Linked DNA regions of Mus musculus: all the other regions are linked to region 1. Evidence: chromatin contacts called from public HiChIP or PLAC-seq and promoter capture Hi-C data. All regions are on one chromosome and are shown on one strand. The core of a region is the stretch at or near the end of the contact, and the rest is flanking DNA. Distances in the headings are between cores, read along the strand shown. Region 1 has its middle 29 kb from the start of Osmr. Region 2 overlaps Lifr (LIF receptor alpha). Region 3 holds the start of Egflam (EGF-like, fibronectin type III and laminin G domains).

Evidence for each region. Promoter capture Hi-C pulls out the DNA fragments that hold promoters and counts their contacts. HiChIP or PLAC-seq counts read pairs in DNA pulled down with a chosen protein or histone mark.
Region 2: a contact with region 1 is called in an H3K4me3 HiChIP or PLAC-seq map of embryonic stem cells, with 19 read pairs. The contact joins two enhancer-like sites. A contact is called at or near these places in 2 of 15 datasets of contacts at CTCF or cohesin (the NIH/3T3 cell line and embryonic stem cells), 5 of 484 Hi-C or Micro-C datasets (the MC3T3-E1 cell line, bone marrow-derived macrophages, embryonic stem cells and 2 more), 10 of 115 datasets of contacts at active chromatin or transcription factors (embryonic stem cells, extraembryonic endoderm stem cells, pancreatic cancer cells and 1 more) and 3 of 9 other capture datasets (adipose tissue, embryonic stem cells and pancreatic islet).
Region 3: a promoter capture Hi-C map of embryonic stem cells shows a contact between it and region 1, with 3 times the contacts expected there. The contact joins the promoter of Egflam here to the enhancer-like site in region 1. A contact is called at or near these places in 16 of 39 promoter capture datasets (the 3T3-L1 cell line, 3T3-L1-derived adipocytes, cranial neural crest and 8 more), 3 of 484 Hi-C or Micro-C datasets (cortical neurons and embryonic stem cells), 6 of 115 datasets of contacts at active chromatin or transcription factors (embryonic stem cells and stem cell-derived neural progenitor cells) and 3 of 9 other capture datasets (adipose tissue, embryonic stem cells and pancreatic islet).

Annotation. Positions count from the first base shown.
Region 1 is chr15:6,901,171-6,905,329 of GRCm38.p6, forward strand. No RefSeq gene overlaps it. Among named protein-coding and RNA genes, the nearest start is that of Osmr, 29 kb to the left of the region's middle. Within about 2 kb of position 2,576, at least 4 of the 459 cell types and tissues checked have an H3K27ac peak or open chromatin away from gene starts, as enhancers often do. A contact at or near this core is called in embryonic stem cells, where this site is marked.
Region 2 is chr15:7,165,066-7,169,012 of GRCm38.p6, forward strand. Lifr (LIF receptor alpha) reads left to right here. Exons shown (of 20, transcript NM_001358593.1): 6 at 1,818-1,992; 7 at 3,947. Among named protein-coding and RNA genes, the nearest start is that of Lifr, 37 kb to the left of the region's middle. Within about 2 kb of position 2,351, at least 15 of the 459 cell types and tissues checked have an H3K27ac peak or open chromatin away from gene starts, as enhancers often do. A contact at or near this core is called in embryonic stem cells, where this site is marked.
Region 3 is chr15:7,396,871-7,400,859 of GRCm38.p6, forward strand. It overlaps Egflam (EGF-like, fibronectin type III and laminin G domains), which reads right to left and starts at 1,520. Exons shown (of 22, transcript NM_178748.6): 1 at 1,118-1,520. The coding sequence starts at 1,214.

The DNA.
Region 1 (4,159 bases), core at 1,326-3,825:
GCAAGGGATACTGTAAGTTCCTATACAATGGGTGTGCATGGGCACCATGCCGCATCCTTCCATGGAGAGAGCTGCTGAATGTGATGCAGGAGAGAAGGACGGTCGCCTCAAACCTACTTTGAAGAGTAAATAGACACAAAGAAAGTGCTCTCTGTCCTGGACGCTCAGAATATGCAGACAGGAAGCATATGCAGGAAGCCCTGTTTCCCAGGAGAATCAAGACCCACCACCCAAGAGCATTCTCAAGACACTCCCCGCCTATCATCCTACCACGCCACCCCACCCTGACCTGAGATCCGGTGAAAAAGGATTCTCATGCTGGAGGTGGCAGCCTGGAAGTCTGGGATGGCTCAGTGAATTGGTTTCTGCTTTGTTCTGAAGAGGATGAGCAATCTGAAGGCAACTGAATGCCTGTTGGCTTTTACTTCCTGAGAGAGAAAACAGGAGTCCAGACAACAGCTGACACTCAGATGATTGTGTGCTATACTTTTTATTGTATTTAACTTTACACACATTTTGTTGTGTATATTATTTTGTTTATAGGAAAAATTCAGAAACATTATACTGTTAATAATTATACATATTTGTGGAGGGTAAATTTGGCATTATTTCATTCTTTGGGGTATCAAATAACTAAAAACTACTGAACATTCACTGTGTTGGAGGTGTTAAGCATTTTCCATGCAAAAATCCTCTGAAAATTCCCTAAGATGAATTGCCTTTGCAGATAGATAAATATTGCAAAATCTTTTGCTGTAAGATCCTTGAGGCAGTAAGTTCATGTCTTCCTTCATACATTGGGACAATGACATGAAACACCATAACACGGCCATCTGATTAACAAAGATCCAGAAGTGCCCAAGATGTGTGTGTGTGTGTGTGTGGGGGGTGTCTAGGTGCTTTTGTGAGTTTTGGTTAGGTGTTGGTAGGACCCTCTGGGGTTGGTAATTTGACAATGCACACATGCTCAGTATCTCAGCAACTATACTTTGGGGGATTCACCATCTGTCCATGGATGTAAATTCCCTTTGTTGAGTAGTAGTGATCACGACAGCATTATTTGTGGTTGCAAATGACTGGAGAGAAGCTTGCATGTCTATAAGTAATGCGCAGATTATGTAAATCACTGTCAAATAAATCATTGCAACCACAAAATGGGAAAAAGCATGAGAGAGACATTGACTAACATGAGAATATCTCCAAGACATAAAACATGAATAAAGCATGCTATAAAATGCTGTAATGTACTGGTGTAATGTACTGTCTGCCACTGTGTATAACAGAAAAAGGAGGGATGTACAAACTCGGCTGGTTATTCTGTTCTGGGCTATGGAGTCCCCTCTCACCATTCTCTGACAACTGCCCATTCTAGGAGGACAAATTCCGTATACTGAATATGATGGGAATTTAAATATCAGTGGGCCTCAGCAAGCTGAAGTGCCCAAGTGAGGACACCTCAGTCTCACTTGGGAGAGAGAAGAAAGCGATCATAAGTGGGGAGGGAGGGAGGGACTTGAGAGGGATAGTGAATGGGGAGGGGGGACCTGATCTGATACTGGGTGAGGGAGAAGGACTGAAGCCTGCAACCTCAGGAAATAGGAGGTTGGGGGACCCCCCACCCAGAGTGCACCAGAGTCGTGGGAGGTGAGAGACTCCCCGGACTCACAGGGGTTGATGAGATGCCTGACAGTAGGGAGAGGGAACTTATAGAGCCCACCTCCAGCAGGAAGACAGGACATCAAGTGAGGGATGGGGCTGCCACCCACAGTCACACCTCTGACCCATAATTGTGTCTGTCTGAAAGAATTACAGGGATGGAAATGGAAAGGAGCCTGAGGAAAAGAAGGTCCAGTGACAGGCCCAAAGTGGGATCCAGCTCAAGGGGAGGTCCCAAGGCCTGACACTATTACTGAGACTATGGAGCACTCACAAAAAGTGACCTAGCATGACTGCCCTCTGAAAGACTCAACAAGCATCTGAAAGAGTCAGATGCAGATATTTGCACTCAACAATGAACAGAAGCAGCTGACCCCTGTTGTTGAGTTGGGGAAGCTGAAAGACTTTGAGGAGAAGGGCGATCCTGTAGGAGGACCAGCAATCTTAATTAGTCTGGACCCCCAAGATCTTTCAAACACTGGACCACCCAACAGACAGCATACACCAGCTGATAAGAGGTCCCCAACACACATACAGTAGAGGACGTCCAGGTCTATGTTCATTCAGAGATGATGCACCTAACCCTCAAGAGACTGGAGGCCCCAGGAAGTTTAGAGGTTAGATGGGGTGTGGGGTGTCGGCATCCCTGTGGAGACAGGGTGTGGTGGGGAGGAGGTGTGGGATGTAGAACAGTAGGAGGGTGGGAGGGGAGGGGCAGGGAATGGAATAAGGAGTGTAAAAAACGAATTACAAATAAAATAAAATTTTAAAAAATCAGTGAGCCTAAGTCAAACCGGCCTAGATGCTGCTGTAAAGTTATTTAAATATATGATTAACATTTGAATCAGTACATTCTGAGAAAAGAGAAATCACTCCTTATCCTGTGAGCGGGCCTCCTCCAATCCCTTGAAGGTTTTAAAATAACAATGAAGAACTGGGTTTCCAGTTGGTTCAGAAGAGAGTGATCCCTTTTCAGCTTGGATTGGGGGTTCCTGGCTTCTTGGAGTGACTTTGGCTCACTAAGGGTCATTGCTCACGTAGTTTGTGTTGGACAGCCTTTACTAACTAACATCTTGCCTTCTCTCTTCGACACATCCTTACGGCCATTCTCAATCTAGACCTGCCCCGACTTTCTATCCCATTGCCCTGTCAGGCCTAGAAAATTCTCCCCGCTGCCAGCTCCTACAAGTTACACTTCCATTTGTCCTGTTCACTCGTTCTTGAATCACGTATTCGTTACTCTCCCTTGAAATTGCCAGCAGATTTTCAAGTTGGTTTAATGGACATTAGAAATCTAAAAAGAAACACAATATCAGTTGCTCTTTATAGGTTTACTAAGACCTCTGAATGTCAAGAAGAAATTTAAGATTCTTCATATGTGTGTGTGTATATAGTAGTAGTAGTAGTATATTATTATTATTATTATTATTATATTATTATTATTGACTACCAATGAAGCAAAACATCTACACTTAATTGTGAGATAAGCTTGTGTTCTGCTCTAAAAAACGCCTACCCCTTCATCTCCGTGATGCTGGTGCCTAATGTGGCTGTGGTGTGTGAATACTGAGGATATGTTTAACACATGAAGTTAAGTCTCTATTAAGGGATTGCTTGCAATTATGGAGGCCTAAGGAGATTAAAAGGCGGTTGAGATCTCACCAGAGGACACGTGCTTAAAGCGGGAGCAAGGAAACATTCATCATTCCTCCAAGTCACCAGGGTAGAGATAGACTACTTATGGTACTTATCAACAGGCAAGGTCTCCAAAAAGTTTATCTCCTGTGCACTCCCCCACCCCGCCAGAGGAAACTGAATAAAAAACAGAAATGAAAAGGAAAGGACACAACTGCTCCTAGGTATGGTGGAGGAGGAAGTTTATTGTAGATACAAGGGTGAGTAGGTAGAGGCAGACACATCTGGGAGAGGCCAGAATGGGCGTGGCCAGGCTGAGCTGGACCTTGTAGGGAGAGGGGGGACAGAGAGGGAGAGGAGAGAGAGGGGAACAAAGAGGGTGGTGGGTAACCAAAATGTCTCAACTATAGAGGGAAGAGCCTCTGGGGGAAGGTTTGAGCCACCAGAATAGGAAGATAGGAAGCAAAAGATCTCATGCAAGAGAGGCATACAGGAAGTCCTTGGATTAGTGGGAAGTGAGGTGTCCTGCAAGCAGGAAGCAGGGCTACGTATTGATCCCTCTAAACAATTCCTGTCCAGCGGGCTCTAGAAGCTTCTATTTCAAGATAATGAGATTGGCAGAGCAATTAATTTCCTCCACTCTATCTAAAGAAGAGCCCCGGGGAATGTATGCAGGAATAGACTGATGGTAAATTCGCAAAGGATAAAGCAAATGAAAAAGCAAGACAGATACTAACTTCAAGGACAGAAAACATGAGGGGAAGAAGGCAACTACGCAGATGACATTTCTGAGCCTTATAGTTTCTGTGTGCCATAGTCACGTGTTTGCTAAATGACTCCACGTCATTTAGTGCTGGTTTGATAAGTG
Region 2 (3,947 bases), core at 1,101-3,600, 260 kb after region 1:
AAAGCTATTCCCTGATTCTCCCCCTTGGATATAGTAAATGCCCAGTCTTTCATTTAAGCATGCTCTTACAATAAAAAAGTTTATTTTGGGTTTATTTTATTCAATCTGTAACTTTTTTTGTCCATTACTGACATCAAATGAATATTTCAAACAAGTTTAACAATAACAACAACAACAATAATAATAAAATAATAATAGAGAAGCCAGTAATCTTTAATTTAGCAGTCTGAAATGACATTGTTCCATACAGTACTTCTCTCCCTCTCCCCACTAAGTAAGTAGCCCCTTGGGTTTCTGTAATTTACACTTGCTTTCCACTAGCTCTAAGACGTGAGGAGCAGGTATGGAAAGTTGGACAGGGGCCATGTGGACACTGGGACAAGACGGATGCTAGGCAGTGGTGTTTCATGTAAGATGCAGACCGTGCACAGCCATGGGAAATGTTCCACAGAGCTGAAGGTAGACACAGGGAGCCCCTGAGCTGCCCTGAAGTGTGCACTCATACATGCATACACACACACACACACACACACACACACACACACACCCCTTCCCACTTGTCTCTGTTTGGAAACAAGCTTGCATTTGTGTATGGAGACAGGGCCTCACTGTAGCGTGCAGCACCACTCCGGCCGGCCTTCCCAGGGCTAGGATTGCAGCTACATTTAACTCCTCCAGATCATTCCTGCTGTCCCCATCTCCATGCCCCAGGCAGCAGGCCCATGCTGCTATTCCTTTAGAGTTCCCGGTCAGGGGTTTATTAACTGCCCAGTGGAAGATGGAAGCCCTTTCCTCTTTCCTAACCCACTATGTCTCGGGCTCTCTGGTTCCCCGCTCCCTTCCTCTCTTCGTTCCCATCCAAGTTTCCTAACTTCTTCAAATGTAGTCGAACTAGCGCTGAGTAATATTCCAAATATTAGCTTCAACCTCATCTTTTTACGGAGCTTCTTATCCTAATTTCTCTCTAGGCCAAATGAATCCATTATATTAGGTATTTTTTTCTGTTTACCTTTGTGTGTGGTCCTGAGGCTGACCCTCCTCCATAGGCATGGATGGCAGAGTGGTAAATTGCTGAGAGATTCTAACTTTACCTATCAGAAGCTTAACCAGCCTGCTCCCGCCCAGAAGATGGCGGCAAGTAGAAGCTTCCTCTCTTACTTCTGGAAGCGTGAGAGGCCAGCGTCGGGAGCAGGGCACAGCGTGCCTTGGGCAGGGTTGCTAGTTTAACTAGATGCAGCTTACACATTGGAAAGTTTTACCGGGGTTTTGAAGGGGATCCTCTGTTCCTTAATTGTGTGGACATAGCTTCATCCATACTGCTGAACCCCGAGTGGCTCATTATAGTCTAATCTGGCATTGTTTGATTTCTTTGACCCCCCTGACCCCCTGTTTCCCATCTGCCCTTGCTCTGTTTTCTTTCTGTCTGCTCCTTCTCTTTGCTTTACTTCTTTAAGATATGGATCCCCTGGTTTTTTTCTCCATGAGAGTATGGAAATCATTTCTATAGCAGTGTATCCTCTTCGTTGTTTTATTGACTGCTTTGATGAGTATCAACCCCTGTAAGGGGATGGAAGGCAATCCCATAGGACCAAATGCTGACAAGGGCACATAGCCAGGTAATGATCGTGTTGGTGTCACTTCCTCGTTACACTGTGTAGAAACAGACCGTTGTACAGTGGTGCGGATCATTTTCCTTTATAGCATTACCCACCCGGTGGCTGATCTAACATGTTCCGTGAGGCCTTTCTGTCCCTTTACCCTGGAGAAAGGCAGGACATTAGCATTATTTGGAAGCATAATTTTGTGTTTGCTTTTAGGTGTTACTCAACACAATGCTGAGTGGTAAAGATACCGTTCAGCACTGGAACTGGACCTCAGACCTGCCCTTGCAATGTGCCACTCACTCGGTGAGCATTCGATGGCACATTGACTCGCCTCATTTCTCCGGTTACAAAGAGTGGAGTGACTGGAGCCCGCTGAAGAACATCTCCTGTAAGCTTACTCTTACAGACCCTTGGTTCACATGGGCTAGATTGCTTAAGAGTAAGGGTTGGTATATGCCCATAGTGTTTTTTTGAATCCAGGTAGCTATCTTCCAAAGTGACCACCCCAGAACTGTGGATTAAAGAAATCTGAGACCCGCTCTAGAAAGCTGGGCTGAAAAATCATGTGTCTATTAAGTACAACTCCTCTAACAGAGAGATGTAAAATTCTGGCAGAGTGAGCAGGGGCCCCCGGGTCATCAGAGTCAGTAAAATGAAGTCCAGAAACCATCCAGTGTTTATTACAGGTGGACAGTCTGTGGAGCAACATCAGATAAGGGGGGCCGGAAGCAGCTGGATAAATAAGGAGACTCTGGGGCAGTTGAGCAAGACACTGTAAATATAACCGAGGACAGCTGAGTTCAGACAGGAAGGGACGGGAGCAGCAGAATCTGAGTTGGGGACCAGGTGCTTGTGTCTCCCAACAGTGTCTGTCCCTTTGGTTGGCTGAGGGGTAGGGGTGAGAGGCTGTCCACAGAGATACAAAAGATAGGAACCAGTTGGTTGGGAAAGGACAGTTTCATCTTTAATACTCTGATCTGTAGGCAGTGAGGTTGAAAAGGTCATTCGGGCATCCAGAGACATGGGCGTAGCTGGGGAATGTCCCTCTGGGAATCACAAAGGTGTATGTGATTGGAAGTGCTTAAATTCTGAAGGCCAGTGTATCTTCGGGAAAGGGAATTGGGACGCACGGAAGCGCTCCTGTCTACAGCACTACTGAAGGAAGGTCTAGCCTGAGGACTAAGAGTGGCCCAGAAAGTTCAGTGTGGTAGAACCCAAGAGAGGAGGGAGTTTGAAGGTGTTTGGATGATAAATCGGAAGGGGCCCTTGGATCAAACATGGGGCCGGTGAGTCCCTTCAGTAGAACGGTGAACTTAGAAGCCAGATGTCAGGGAAGAGTGAGGGATAAAGGGCACCAGAGGTCACTGTGTAAACACCAGCTGTTAGGAGTGGAGCTGGGGTGCGTGACCTTGACCTGCAAGGGCATTGATTAAAGCAGCAGCTGTGAGTTAGAGTGTGGAGGGCTTCCCCACTTGTTTGCTGAAGAACATAGGAGAGTTTCAAAAGAATCAACGTGAAACTTCTGAAATTATCGAGTGATTCTGTGTGCATCTTCTGCATGTGTATATAAACCCTTAAAAATTAACCTGTGACCTTCAACAAACGGCCTGTGATCAGGTTCTGTCCCTGCCTAAGTAAATAAGGCTACAGTTTCACTTTGTATTTGTGTCGTACTCCTTTGAAACCCGAGTGTGGTGCCTTGCACTGGGGGCTGCATTATTTCACAACATCTACAGTTTGCTTTGTAAATGTTGAACTGTTTTAAGCTCTCGAATGTGGTGGTTTATGCCTGTAATCCCAGCATGGAGCAGGGGCAGGAGGATTACTGCGAGCTTTAGGCCAGCCTTGGCTCCATGGTGAAATACAAGCCATTCTGGGTTACAGAATAATGCCTTGTTTCAAGATAACAGAATTGAGGCACTCTGTTGGAAAAGTGCCCTCCACTCAGGCAGTTCTGTGGCCCCAAGATTGATCCCCAGCATCTCCCTCAAAGCTGGGTATCGTAACATCGACAGCCCTAAGTCTCTGAGGGTGGGTAGAGATCAGAGCTTCTACTTCTGTCTGGTCTAGCTAAATTAGTGAGATCCAGGTTCAGGGAGAGCCCCTATCTCAAAACATAGAGTGGAGTGACATTGAGAAAGACACCCCATGTCAGCCTTTAGTCTCCATACACATACGCAAGCATGTTCACACATCACACACACATACAAAAATAAATACAAGAAGAAATAAGTAAATAAATGAAATAAAAATCATTCCAGGAGACAGAAAGGATGTCCTGAGGAGACAGGTGTGAGTAAAAGATGTCTGAAGGGTTTGTGACTCCTCCTGTTTTTTTCTAGG
Region 3 (3,989 bases), core at 270-2,769, 490 kb after region 1:
CCAAACTCCAGACTGATCCTGGAGCAGTAAGACATATTTGAACATGCAGATGGGAACCTGCCAAGATTATTTTCTTTGCACTCTGATAAATTTTCCTGGTTTGCTTCCTTCTTGTAGAAACATTTGGGAGGGCAGACTCCACTTTCTTGTAGAAACATTTGGGAGGGCAGACTCCACTTTCTGTGAGTTTTGCAGGCTGAATTAAAATAATTAGATTGTTTTCCATTGTTCAGAAGACATAATTAATCCCATAAGACAACCCCACTTGTAAAGTAAGCTAAGAAAAAGCAGATTTTTTTTTCACAATTCTAAATATGGTCCGGGCCAACAAAGAATAAAAATCGTTACCCAGAAGCAACGCTAGGAACTTTATTATTTAAACTGTTCCACTTTCCCTCATGACACAGCCAAATCAATGTTGATAAAAACATACTTTTTACCTAGAAGAAATGTGAGTTTTTGTGGTGTTGCCTTCTCTCTGATCCTTTGTACTAGCTAGCCTACAGTGCATATATATCTTTGTTTGGACAGCAGTGCTAAGACAGGAGTTCTAAAAGAGATCAGGTTAACCCACTGTGGGCTGCTTTCTGCACAAACAGCCCGGGGCTGCAAGAGAATCCCAACAACAGAGAAAGTGCAGGTCCGTACCCAGTGCTTAGACAGGACCAGAGCCAGGAAAGGGGGCTCCCAGCAAACCTTCAGACACTCAACAGGAAATGGCTGGGCTCTAGGCAGTATGAGTCCAATAAGATGTTCAAAGAAGCAGGAGGAGCTGTTGAAAGTCCTCTGCGCTCTCTCAGTCCTGTGTAACCGAGACAGAGCTATAGCTGCCCGCCCACCCCCCCAACCCCCAACTTTTCGCAGTCCGTGGTTCCACACAGAACCCACCACCTCCTAGCTCTGGAAAACAAATCGTTTCTTTTAACAAACAATATCCTTGGGACTGCCTGGGCTGGGGGAGGGCGAGGCTCGTGCCTCGGCTGAGCTCTGCGCAGAGGCTAGGCAGGCTGAGCCCACGCTGGTGAGCAGAGAGCGGCTGCCTGCTCTGCGAACCCCACCAAAGGCCGGGACCGGGGTGCTCCGGGCACCCCGGCTCCGGGCGCACTGAGTGCTTTACCTGATTTTCGCAGAGCCGTTCGGAGTGACACAGCGCCGGGTGGGAGGCTGCAGGCCAGGAGCAAGAAATGGAGCGAGAAGGTTGAGATTAAATCCATCTCACCAACGGCGTCTGCAAAGTTTCCCCAAGTCCCGGGCGCGCAGGGAAAGGGCGTCTCCTGGGGGACGCGGGGAACGCCAGTGACGCGAGGATGAGAAGGTGGGAGACCCAGGGAGCTGAACCAGGAGCCACTCGGGAGTCCGAGGAGGCAAGGCAGCAGTTGGGAAGCTGGCGTGCTTGAGCGGAGCGGGCTCGCAGCGGCAAGGCTTTTCGGGGCTGGGGAGTGGACGCTGAGAGCCGAGGGGAGGGACGCACTGGCCGCCGGAGGGAGGGCGGCTCGACCCGCAGGAGATGGAATTACAATCTAGTGGAAGAACGAGGGGCAGGGTCTGAATCAATTCACTCCGCGCCCACCTCCGGCGCCGACAGCCCCCAGCTCAGCCCTTCCCCGCGGGTGACCTAGATTGGGGGCCGGGGTGGGACCGACTTCGACACTCGCCCGGTGTTCCTTGACTCAGACTGCGGGCCCAGGGTCCTCGGCTGGATCCTAACCCTTAACTTTTGGTTTGGTGCTTCGGTTTCGCTGGCTGGACCTTTCTTCCCCCATACCCCTCTAGGTGGCTTGCTCCCAGTTTAAACCACTTTTCCTAATACCTCAAAGGTTTCTCTACTCTGTAGAGCACTCTTGGAAGAAGCGCAAGGGAGGGGCTGTAATTTTCAAGCAGGGAGGAGGAGGGCGGGGCTGGCCAAGTCTTGGGTGCTAAGAAGATAAATGGGATTTAAGGCGCACAGATGGAGAGCTGAGGCTAGGCCACTCAGAGGCAAAGGCCAAATGAAGATTAGGGACTGGTGCCTGGGGGCCAGGTCCCCTTCTGGTGGTGGGTGGCAACTTTAGACACCCCCCCTCCCCCGAAAAAGAGAAAAAAGTCCAGGTTATTGTGGCAAAGTCTAACTTCTTTGGGGCTGAGAAGGTCCTCTATAAAGGGAGCGCTTGCGGCCAGGCCGGGACTGGGGAGTAGGGGCAATGCGGGAGCCAGCATTTAGCTCCCTAGCTGAGGAAAGACCCCCTCCCTTCCCAAGAGATCTGTGCAGCTGGCTGGAGTTTACAGTACTGCCCCAAAGGGTGTGAGCTCCCGAGCAAACTGGCTTTCTGACCCCAAGCCTTCGTGAAAACAGATACAATAAATAATCTAAAAGGAAAACGAGCCCTCGCCAGAATCCTGGAAAAGATCAAAGGCCCTAGGAAGTGCCCCGCAGATAGAAACTGTGGTCACTGGCAAACGTCTGAGGGTGATCGCCACGCCCCACCTGGCAGAGCAGCTTCCTGGCCCCTTGTTAATCTTCCATTAGGAGAGCTGAGTGTTGTCCTGTGATTTCTACCCTGGATCTTTCCCCTACCCCCACCCCCACCCATGAACCTAGTCCTGTTAGCAAGGTTGGAATATAGTTCCTTACACGTTGGTATTTTCAGGTGTGTAATTGTTCCATAAATAAATTCAAAGTCCTCTACAACTTGAGTAGCTGAAGTCTGAGTCCAGGGCCACTGGAGTTTCTTAAACCAAACTAGTGCAGGAACGTCCAGACGGCACTACATTTATGAGGTGAAAACACGTAGGGAAACCAGGCAAGGTGACTCTGCAGAGATATGCTCTGTTACACTACATTAGACCCATAGGATCACTGAGGCCACTAAAGGTCATCCTTGCTGCCCCCATGACACACAGGAATCTACTTTGAGTTGCCTTGGCACGGCATGCCACCCCCGTTCTGGATCAGACAGCTCCTATAAATACTGACTTTTGACACTGAAGGTCTTGGCGTGTACTGAAGGAAGCCAGTGCCCTAATGCAGAATCGTCCCTCATTGTTTTTCACTTTCTCACTTAAAAATGTCTCCCTGTCATGGCATTGGGTCAGAGGCTGAGCCAGTCATTGGTTAGAGCCCCACCCCTGATACTATATTCTACCATACAGGTGCCTAGCATAACTAGTGCTCTCTGGTGCACCAATTTCAGTAAATAGTAACCATGAGTGTAAGACTAACATCGGTATGATGTCTCCTGGGTACAGGACCCTCTCTAAGGTGCCTTTAATTCCCATAGCAACCACACCAAGAAGGTACATTGTTAGCATTATCCCCATTTCACAGCCAAGGAGACTGAATCAGGGGAAGGCTGCATAACCCACCCAAACTCATGCACCCCCCCTCCCCCACAAAGTGCAGAACTAACAAGAAATTCAGACCTTCTACTTCCAGAGCGGAGAGTTCCAGAGCTCCAAGGGATACGTTGGAGAGCAACTCCAACTGGAGACTGGGGAGTTTCACCTCAGGCTCTGCTTGGACATGTATTCCCCAAATGAATGGATGGCAGCCATAACAAAATTTTCATGGGAGGGTGGTAGTGGTTTGCAATTTATTTTGTTTTACTTTTCTAGGCAGAGCTTCACTACTGGAAGTCACTGCCTAGGCCACTGTGCTCTGGAAATTAAAATCTTCCTTCTTTAGCCTTCCCAAGAGCTGGAATAATGACAGTTTGTGCCACCGGGTCTAGCTCTATTTTTAATTTTATATTAGCTAATGAACAGCACCATGGAATTCCATCATCCCTCCATACGCCGCCACCCAGTGTTGTGTCTTTTTAAGACCTGTTTGCTAATTTTGCAAACATGGGTTTTAGCATACTGGCTCTCTGCTAGACAGGAGCTGACAGCTGTCTCTTCCTAACCAACCATGTTCCAGATAGTCATAGCTGACTGAGAAAACAGGTCTTCTTTTCCCAAAGGTCCTTCCTTGTTTCTTTCTTGAAGGCCCCACCTTTAAGTCATGTTTTATT